Linked DNA regions of Mus musculus: region 2 is linked to region 1. The links are chromatin contacts, called in public Hi-C maps. All regions are on one chromosome and are shown on one strand. Each heading gives the region's core, a stretch centred on a gene start, on an enhancer-like site or on the middle of the called end of the contact. The rest is flanking DNA. Distances are from core to core; before and after follow the strand shown.

Region 1 (3,794 bases), core at 861-3,360:
CATTAAACAGAATGACCATTAAGAAATATTTTAAATTTTAATTATTTCACTTTACCTCAGGCCATAAATCTTTTAAGAAAAAGTCTACTTAAGAATTTCACATGTAGTAATTGAAGGGACGGAGTTGCTCTATCCCTCAGAACTCTAATCAGGAAACTTTCTGTTATTCTTAGAGGAGTTCAGATGAGGACATTTGGTGATGGACTTTAGGCATGGCTTTGGCTGAATACTGTAAATACATTAAGCCATTTGGTGATGGATCAATCCTTGTGGCAATAGATCTTTATTTGTCTAGGGAGGTGCCAGTGCCACTGGGGAAGGTCCTCAGCGTCCTTGGACCAGTTTACCTATAAATGGCTTCCATATCCACTACCTTCTCATCCTCTTGCCTGTTTCAGATGTGTGTGTGTACACACGTATGTACATATATGACCTATACATTGTTTGTCTCCTGCATGTACTTCTAGTCTTTGTTTTCAGCAGATAATCTTGTCATGGAACACAATTTGTAGAGCATTTTATATCCTCATGTTAATTTATTTGCTGCATAATCACTGTGATGTTAACATCATAGCTAATCTTGGATATACTGGAAAAAAACATGTTAGACATACACTGTAATTTTCCACTTTGCAGATGTGGAAACTGAGGCTTGGAGAGGTTGAGAGGACCCTTGGAATAGGAGAGTGTATTTATTTGCTGTTTGCTTAGCTCACTGCAAAATCAATGTGTTAATTACCCACTGCAGTTCTCCAACACCAAGGGCTGGAGACTCAGCTTGTTCACCTCTCCCTCTGCCGTCATGAGTAGAATATGACAAGGTTAGCCCTGGGCCCCCTTTGCAAGAAGAGACCCTTGATTGGTGTTTTCAAGGGTCTGCCGAGAGGTCCAGCCAGTCCCGACCTTGTCATTACAAGAAGCTCATTCTTGAAGCAAAGCCAGGGAAACAGATGTTGCAAGAGAGCGGGCTTTTCTGGAATATTCCTGTGATCCCCGTGCTCAGTGGTCAGTGCTTCCACCTAGCCATCACGCTCTCCCATGGCTGCATGGTAAAATCACCTGGGAGCTTTGGATTCATAACCATGGTTAGGTTTCCCCTTTTAGGTTGGTACTGGAATGGGCTGGGTTGAGGCCCTGGGTCTTAGCTTTCTTCTGCCTGTCTCCTTAGGGAGGAGAACACCTGCTTCTTGTTTTCATTCCTTTTTTTGATGTTTTGAAACCAGCAACCAGTCAATATCACAATGTTACTTACTGAGAGTTTATTTACTGAGCCCTTTTCAGGTGTCCAAGGCAGTGGAGAGGATGGTATAAGAACGGCATGAGTGTACGTTGAATCGAGTGGGCCATCCAGACTGTATCAGTGAGAGCCACCTGAAGACAGAGCAGTGGCCTTTGTCATCTTCCCTTCTTCACTACTTACCTCCACACCAGATTGGCAACCCTGGCCGGATGTCATTTCCAGTCATGAAGTGTCATTCCCCACAGTTGTACTCCGGAGCATACCATGTCTTGTTTACAGTGACTGGGATATTTGTTTGTAGTGTCTCCCTTTTGCTTCCTGCACCAACTTGAATTTACAAAAGATCCACTTCAGTTGTCATGCTCCCTAGGCGCATCCAGTGCATACAGTGACAGTCTGCCTTTCTGCTGTGGAAATACCCAAAGTCCGTCGCCTGTCACTGTGTGTTCTCTCCAAAATTAAGGTCATTCTTCATTGCCCCTGGGTGCCAGCCAGCTGAGCTGTACCCTGGCCTTGGATCTGTCCCATCCCGACTTGTTCCGGTACCTCCTGGTGGTGGAACACTCACTGTCCTGAAGCCACCTGTCATTTTCCCAGCGAGAAATAATCTTCCCTTCACTAGAGCCACACACTGCTCCGAGGGGGAACATTTAGGACTCATCACATTGTACCTCGAGCGTCTGCCACTGTCCACTTCAGGAGGGTGGGGTAGCCTCTGCTTACTTCTGGCACCTTCTGCCGTGCCAGGAACATGGGACTCATTCCAGCATGGATTCCATGAGTAACTGGATCACTTTTAGTCCATCGCAGCAGTTGTACAGAGTTAGCCTCCTGAGCTCTTGGAAGCTCCGGCGAGCATGTGCAAAAGGTCTACTGTGAGGAAGCAAAATCCAGTGACCTAGTTACAGCCTGTTCCCTGCACTCGTGCCTCTGAGGCAGCCCCAGCTTCAGCTTGAAGAGAGATGCTGTCTCTTCAAGGTGCTGGTTGTTGGCATATCTTCCTATGGGGCCACCACCTTCTTCTTTTCTTTTAAATATGATAACAATGAAATGTCATGTAGAAAATCCAATAATTGCTGACTAGAAATCAAAAAGAAAACAAAACTCACCGTGAGCACTTCTAGTTAGAGCTATGAAGCCTGCGCTTGTTTGATCGATGTAGCATTGTAGGGGTATCCTGTGCTGGTGTGTGTCAGTAATAACTGGTAGAGATGGTCGCTGGTTCTATAGGTAGACTGTTTTCATTCTCAGCACAAAAACTGAGCTACAACACATACTGTCACCATTGCTCTGGTGCCAAAGTGGATTTCGTGGTGGCATAGTGATTAAATATCTAGTATTTCAAAGGGCTTGGGTGTCCTTTTTGTGCCTGAGCTGTGCCCCAGCAGCAGCTATATGAAGAAAGCTACAGAACAATGAAATCAACGCGACTGGAGTTCAACACACCGTTTCTGTAGCATTTGGTGTGTAACCTTATGACGGGCAGGGTGTGGCCGACAGTGGGTGCTGGGAAGGCATGCTCTACCCTCTTTTTCTGTTTGGGATCCTAAGAGATTCCAAGGGCTTTTGTTCCTTTGAGGGAAGGTTCTGGAAGACTACAGCTGTCCCTATATTATCCTCATTTATAGTAATGGATCTTAGCTGAGCCAAGCTACAAATGGCAGGAGAGATTTCAAAGAGCATTGCCTAGTGGGGCTGCAGCTCAGTGGCAGAGCCTCTTTAGACCTTGGAGTCAATTCCAAGCACCGGAAAAGAAGAGAAAGAAAGGATACCGCCTTCCAGTGTGCCATGTTTAGCCTAGAGGTGTCTGGGATGGACAGTAAGACTTGGAGCATAGATGCCCTGCCACACCCTGAGGGCAAACGTGTGCTTTTTCCTCTGGAGTCTTTTGTTTTCTTCTAGTTTGCATTTTATTTTGTTCTCTTTTATTTCTAGATGGTCTTATCACTTGAATGATTTCTAAGCACTATAGTGAATTTGAAGCAGGGCAGGAAAATACAAAGTAGAAAATAAAATTTACCCCTGAATACATTCTGCTTTAATGATCGTTGTTAAATTTTTGGAAAAAAGTTTTCTAGCACCCTCGCCCCCCCCCCATTCCTTCCTACTCTCTCTCTTCCCCAGTGTGTCTAAATGTGCACGTGTGCACGTGCTCACATGTATGGCTATGTTTACAGTTTATTTATGTGAGGCATAAATAACCACAGTTTTCAATGCCATGAACTTTTTTACTAAAATGATATGTCTTGTACATTGTTTTTCTTTAAAAACAAAAGATAATTTTGCGTATGACTGTTTTGCTTCCATGTTTGCCTGTGTGCTGCTGTGTATTTGGTGCCTGCAGAAGCCAGAAGAGGGCGCTAGATCCCCTGAAATTGTAGTTACAGATGGTTGTGAGCTGTCAGGTTGATGCTGGGAATCAAACTCAGGTTCTCTGGAAGAGCAGCCAGTGCTTTTAACTACTGAGCCATGTGTCCAGCCTCTAGAAACCCTTAAAAAAAAAAAAACCTGAGCAGCAGCTGCTACACATTTGCATTTAACATTGCATATTCAA
Region 2 (3,540 bases), core at 505-3,004, 180 kb before region 1:
TCTATTAGGAAGACTTCTATCTTGTTTTCTTTCTTTGTTTTGTTCTTACCAGTCTTGGTGATGGGGCAATACTGGGTATTTTGAATGAGTTTTCTAGTGTCCTTTCCCTTTCTATACTGTGGCACAGTTTCAGGAGTTTTGAAGTTATCTCAGAAAATGAATTCAGCAGTGGGTCCCTTAGTCCAATTTTGGGGGCTCACGTGTGTCTATGAATTTGTCCTTTTCTTATGGATTTTCCAGTTTGAGAGGACCTAAATTTTCAAAGTATTACTTAATGTTCCCTGGAGGGAACCTGTTGCAACTACCCCCTTTCTAATCTCTAGTTTTCACTTTGAGAATTCTTTTTGGTCTGTTTGGCTAGTGATTTGTCAATCTTGTTTATCCTTTCAATGGATTTAACTTTTTGTTTGATCAATTCTGTGGACTTTTATTAAGTGTGTACATCATATTGTGTAAATATGTAAGTACATAATCTTTATTGTTATTATTTTTTTACCTGATGCTTTAGGGTACGGCTGGTTCTTGTTTTTATGAAGTCATGAGTTATATATGACTGAGTTAGCATTGACTATCAACTTGACGCAGCCTAGGATCATCAGAAAAAGAATATCAATTGAATAATTGCTTTCAATGAAGCTGGTCTATGCACATAACTGTAATGAGTTGTCTTGAACATTTTAACTGCTTTAAAAAAACCAAGGTTACCATGGGTGGCACCATTGTATAGGCAGGGGCTCCTAGACTGTAAGAAAATTTAGCAAAGGGTCCGAAGATATGGGCAGTGATTAAGAGCATTTACTATTCTTGCAGAGGACCCAAGTTCAGTCCCCAGCACCCATGTCAGTGGCTTACAATGCCTATAACTCCAACTCCAGAGCATCTGGACACTTCCTGTGGCCTCTCGGGGTACTCGCATACCTCTTTACAAATATAAACACAGAAACACATACATACCTATAATTAAAACAAAACAAAATAAGAAAACTAGCTAAGTATAAGCCTGTGGATGCACCATAAAGGAAGAATGAGTGAGCCAAGGAATTAGCTGGCAAGCAGCTTCCCTCCACGGTCCTGTCTCTTGCTTTCTGCCTTGAGTTCCTAACCTGACTTTGTTCAATGGTTGATTGTGCACCATGAGCCAAATAAGCCTTTCTTTCCTCTAAAGTACTTTTTGGTCGTGGTATTTTATCAAAGCAGTAGAGAAGTTAACCAATACAGTCAGGTTATTTACTTGAGATCTCTCTGGTACTTTGTGAGCACAGTCACTTATAGCTATAAGCTGCCCTCTTAGATCAGCCTTAGCTGTGCCAGTGGGGTTTCTAACGGGTTGTACTTTCATTGGAACCTGTTCTGGGCACATTTTAATTATCTAAATGGCTCACTGTTTGTAAAAGAGCATATTAGCCAGTCTCCATATGTTTTGTAGCTTCTCTTGTTATTGGCTTCTAGTTTTTCATTATTTGTTTTTTTTATAGCAGGTCTTCCTGCAGACCTGCCAGTGGTATAATGACACGGGTGCTTTTAAAATAGCTTAAAGCTCAGCCCTTCAACTGGGGCAGTCTCCAGCTACCTCATCCAGCTTATCCTGACGATCTTGCCTATGACCTACCACATGACTAGATCTACATCTTTCTTTGCTCCCCATCTGTTCCCTTTGGTGTCCCTTCTCTGACTCTCCCATTGCTGCATTCTTTCCCTTCATTCTCTCTGTCCAGAAGTTCCACCCTCCTCCTTCCTGCCCAGTTATTGGACATCAGATGTTTATTACAGCCCATCACTAGTGAGACAATCTCTGATACAATTCTAGGTTGCCCTGGGCATGTGAGGAAGGACAAATATTTACAAAACAGAAAAATCCAGTGTCAGGCCAGAGAACTGATAGCACCAAAACCCTGCCAGCACTCAGCTCTCTGCCAGTGCAGAATTAACCATTGAAAATGCAGAGTCACCCATTGTGAAGAAAAGTTATCGCTACACTTTGGATTTGACTCCTTTATTTTATGTTCATGAGTGCTTTGCCTATATACATATCTGTATACCATGTGCATGCCTGGTGACCTAGAAGTCAGAAGAGGGCATCAGTTCCCCTGGAACTGGAGTTACAGACAGTTGTCAGCTGCCATTTGGGTGCTGGGTCCTCTGCAAGGTCAAGTGCTCTTAACACTGACCAACCTGGCCTGCCCTTTCACTTCTAGTTTTAATCCATCATGACCTGAGAAAATATAAGAAAGTAGTGTAATTTTCTTGTTTTGTTTTGTTTTGTTTTTTAGTTACTTTATATCCTGATCACATCTTCCCCTCTCACCTCTCCTCCCAATCTCCCCCTCTCATCTCCTCCCTCTCCACCCCCATTGTCCCATCCTCTCTTTCTCTTCAGAAAAGGGATATCCTATCCATTTGGCCCATCACTGGATTTTCTACAGATATCAACCCTCCTTGGCATAGCAATTTGTGGCTAAACTAGGCCCATCTTCTCTTGCGGAAGCTTCACAAAACAGCCCAGTTAAGGGAAAGGGATCCAAGGATGGTCAACAGGTTTCAGAGACAGCCCCTTCCTCTGTTGTCAGGACACCCACATGAAGACTGAGCTGCACAATTGTTACCTCTGTACTGAGGGCCTAGGTCCGTCCCATGCATGCTCTCTGGCAATTCAGTCAACTTGGCCATATGGGCCAAGGTTAGTTGATTCTGTAGGTTTTCTTGTGTTGTTCTTGACTTCTCTGGCTCCTTCAATCCTTCCTCCCCCTCTTTCTTTGAATTCCTCAAGCTCTGACTAATGTTTGGCAGTGGGTCTCTGCATCTGTTTCCATCAGTTGCTGGGTGAAGCCTGTCAATGAGAGTTATGCTAGGTTCCTGTCTGCAAGTACAGCTTGGCCAACAGTCATCAACTGGTCATTCCCTCAATTTCTGTTCCATCTTTACCCCTGTATATCTTGTAGGTAAGACAAATTTTGGCTCTAAGGTTTTGTGGCCGGGATGGCATCCCAGTACCTCCACTGAAAGTCTTTTCTGGTTGCAAAAGATGGCTAGGAGTCTTAGCTATGGTCACCCACAAAGATTCCTGGGGATTTCCATTGGTCTGTGTTTCTAGCTCATCCCAGAGATGTCCCCTTCTCTCTCCCCATACTCTCTCTCTCTCCAACCTCCCCCTACTTATCCCTCCTGCTCCTTTCATCCACCCCTGATGTCTATTCTATTTCCCCTTTTCAGTGAGATTCAAGCAACCTCTATTGGGTCTTCCTTATTACTTAGCTTTTTTGGTTATGTTGTAGCATGGCAATCCTGTACTTTATGGCTAAGAACCACTTATAGGCGAGTACATTCTATATTTGTCTTTCTGAGACTGGGTTACCCCACTTCTGATGATCTTTCCTAGTTCCATCCATTTGCCTGCAAGTTTCATGATGCCAGTATTTTTAATAGCTGAGCAAAATGCCATTGTGTACCTGAGTGATATTGCATTGTGTAAATGACCCAATTTCCTTTATCCATTCTTTGGCTGAGGGACGTCTAGGTTGTTTCCAGTTTCTGGTTATTATG

What was found. A called contact is a pair of places that touch in the nucleus more often than the background predicts.
Region 2: a contact with region 1 is called in a Hi-C map of liver, with 2.8 times the contacts expected there. The contact joins two enhancer-like sites. A contact is called at or near these places in 2 of 484 Hi-C or Micro-C datasets (both in liver).

What each region holds. Positions count from the first base shown.
Region 1 is chr16:24,481,896-24,485,689 of GRCm38.p6, forward strand. The region is part of intron 3 of Lpp (LIM domain containing preferred translocation partner in lipoma); the gene reads left to right. Among named protein-coding and RNA genes, the nearest start is that of Gm24440, 77 kb to the left of the region's middle. Within about 2 kb of position 2,111, at least 28 of the 459 cell types and tissues checked have an H3K27ac peak or open chromatin away from gene starts, as enhancers often do. A contact at or near this core is called in liver, where this site is marked.
Region 2 is chr16:24,303,782-24,307,321 of GRCm38.p6, forward strand. No RefSeq gene overlaps it. Among named protein-coding and RNA genes, the nearest start is that of Gm38456, 9.3 kb to the left of the region's middle. Within about 2 kb of position 1,755, at least 4 of the 459 cell types and tissues checked have an H3K27ac peak or open chromatin away from gene starts, as enhancers often do. A contact at or near this core is called in liver, where this site is marked.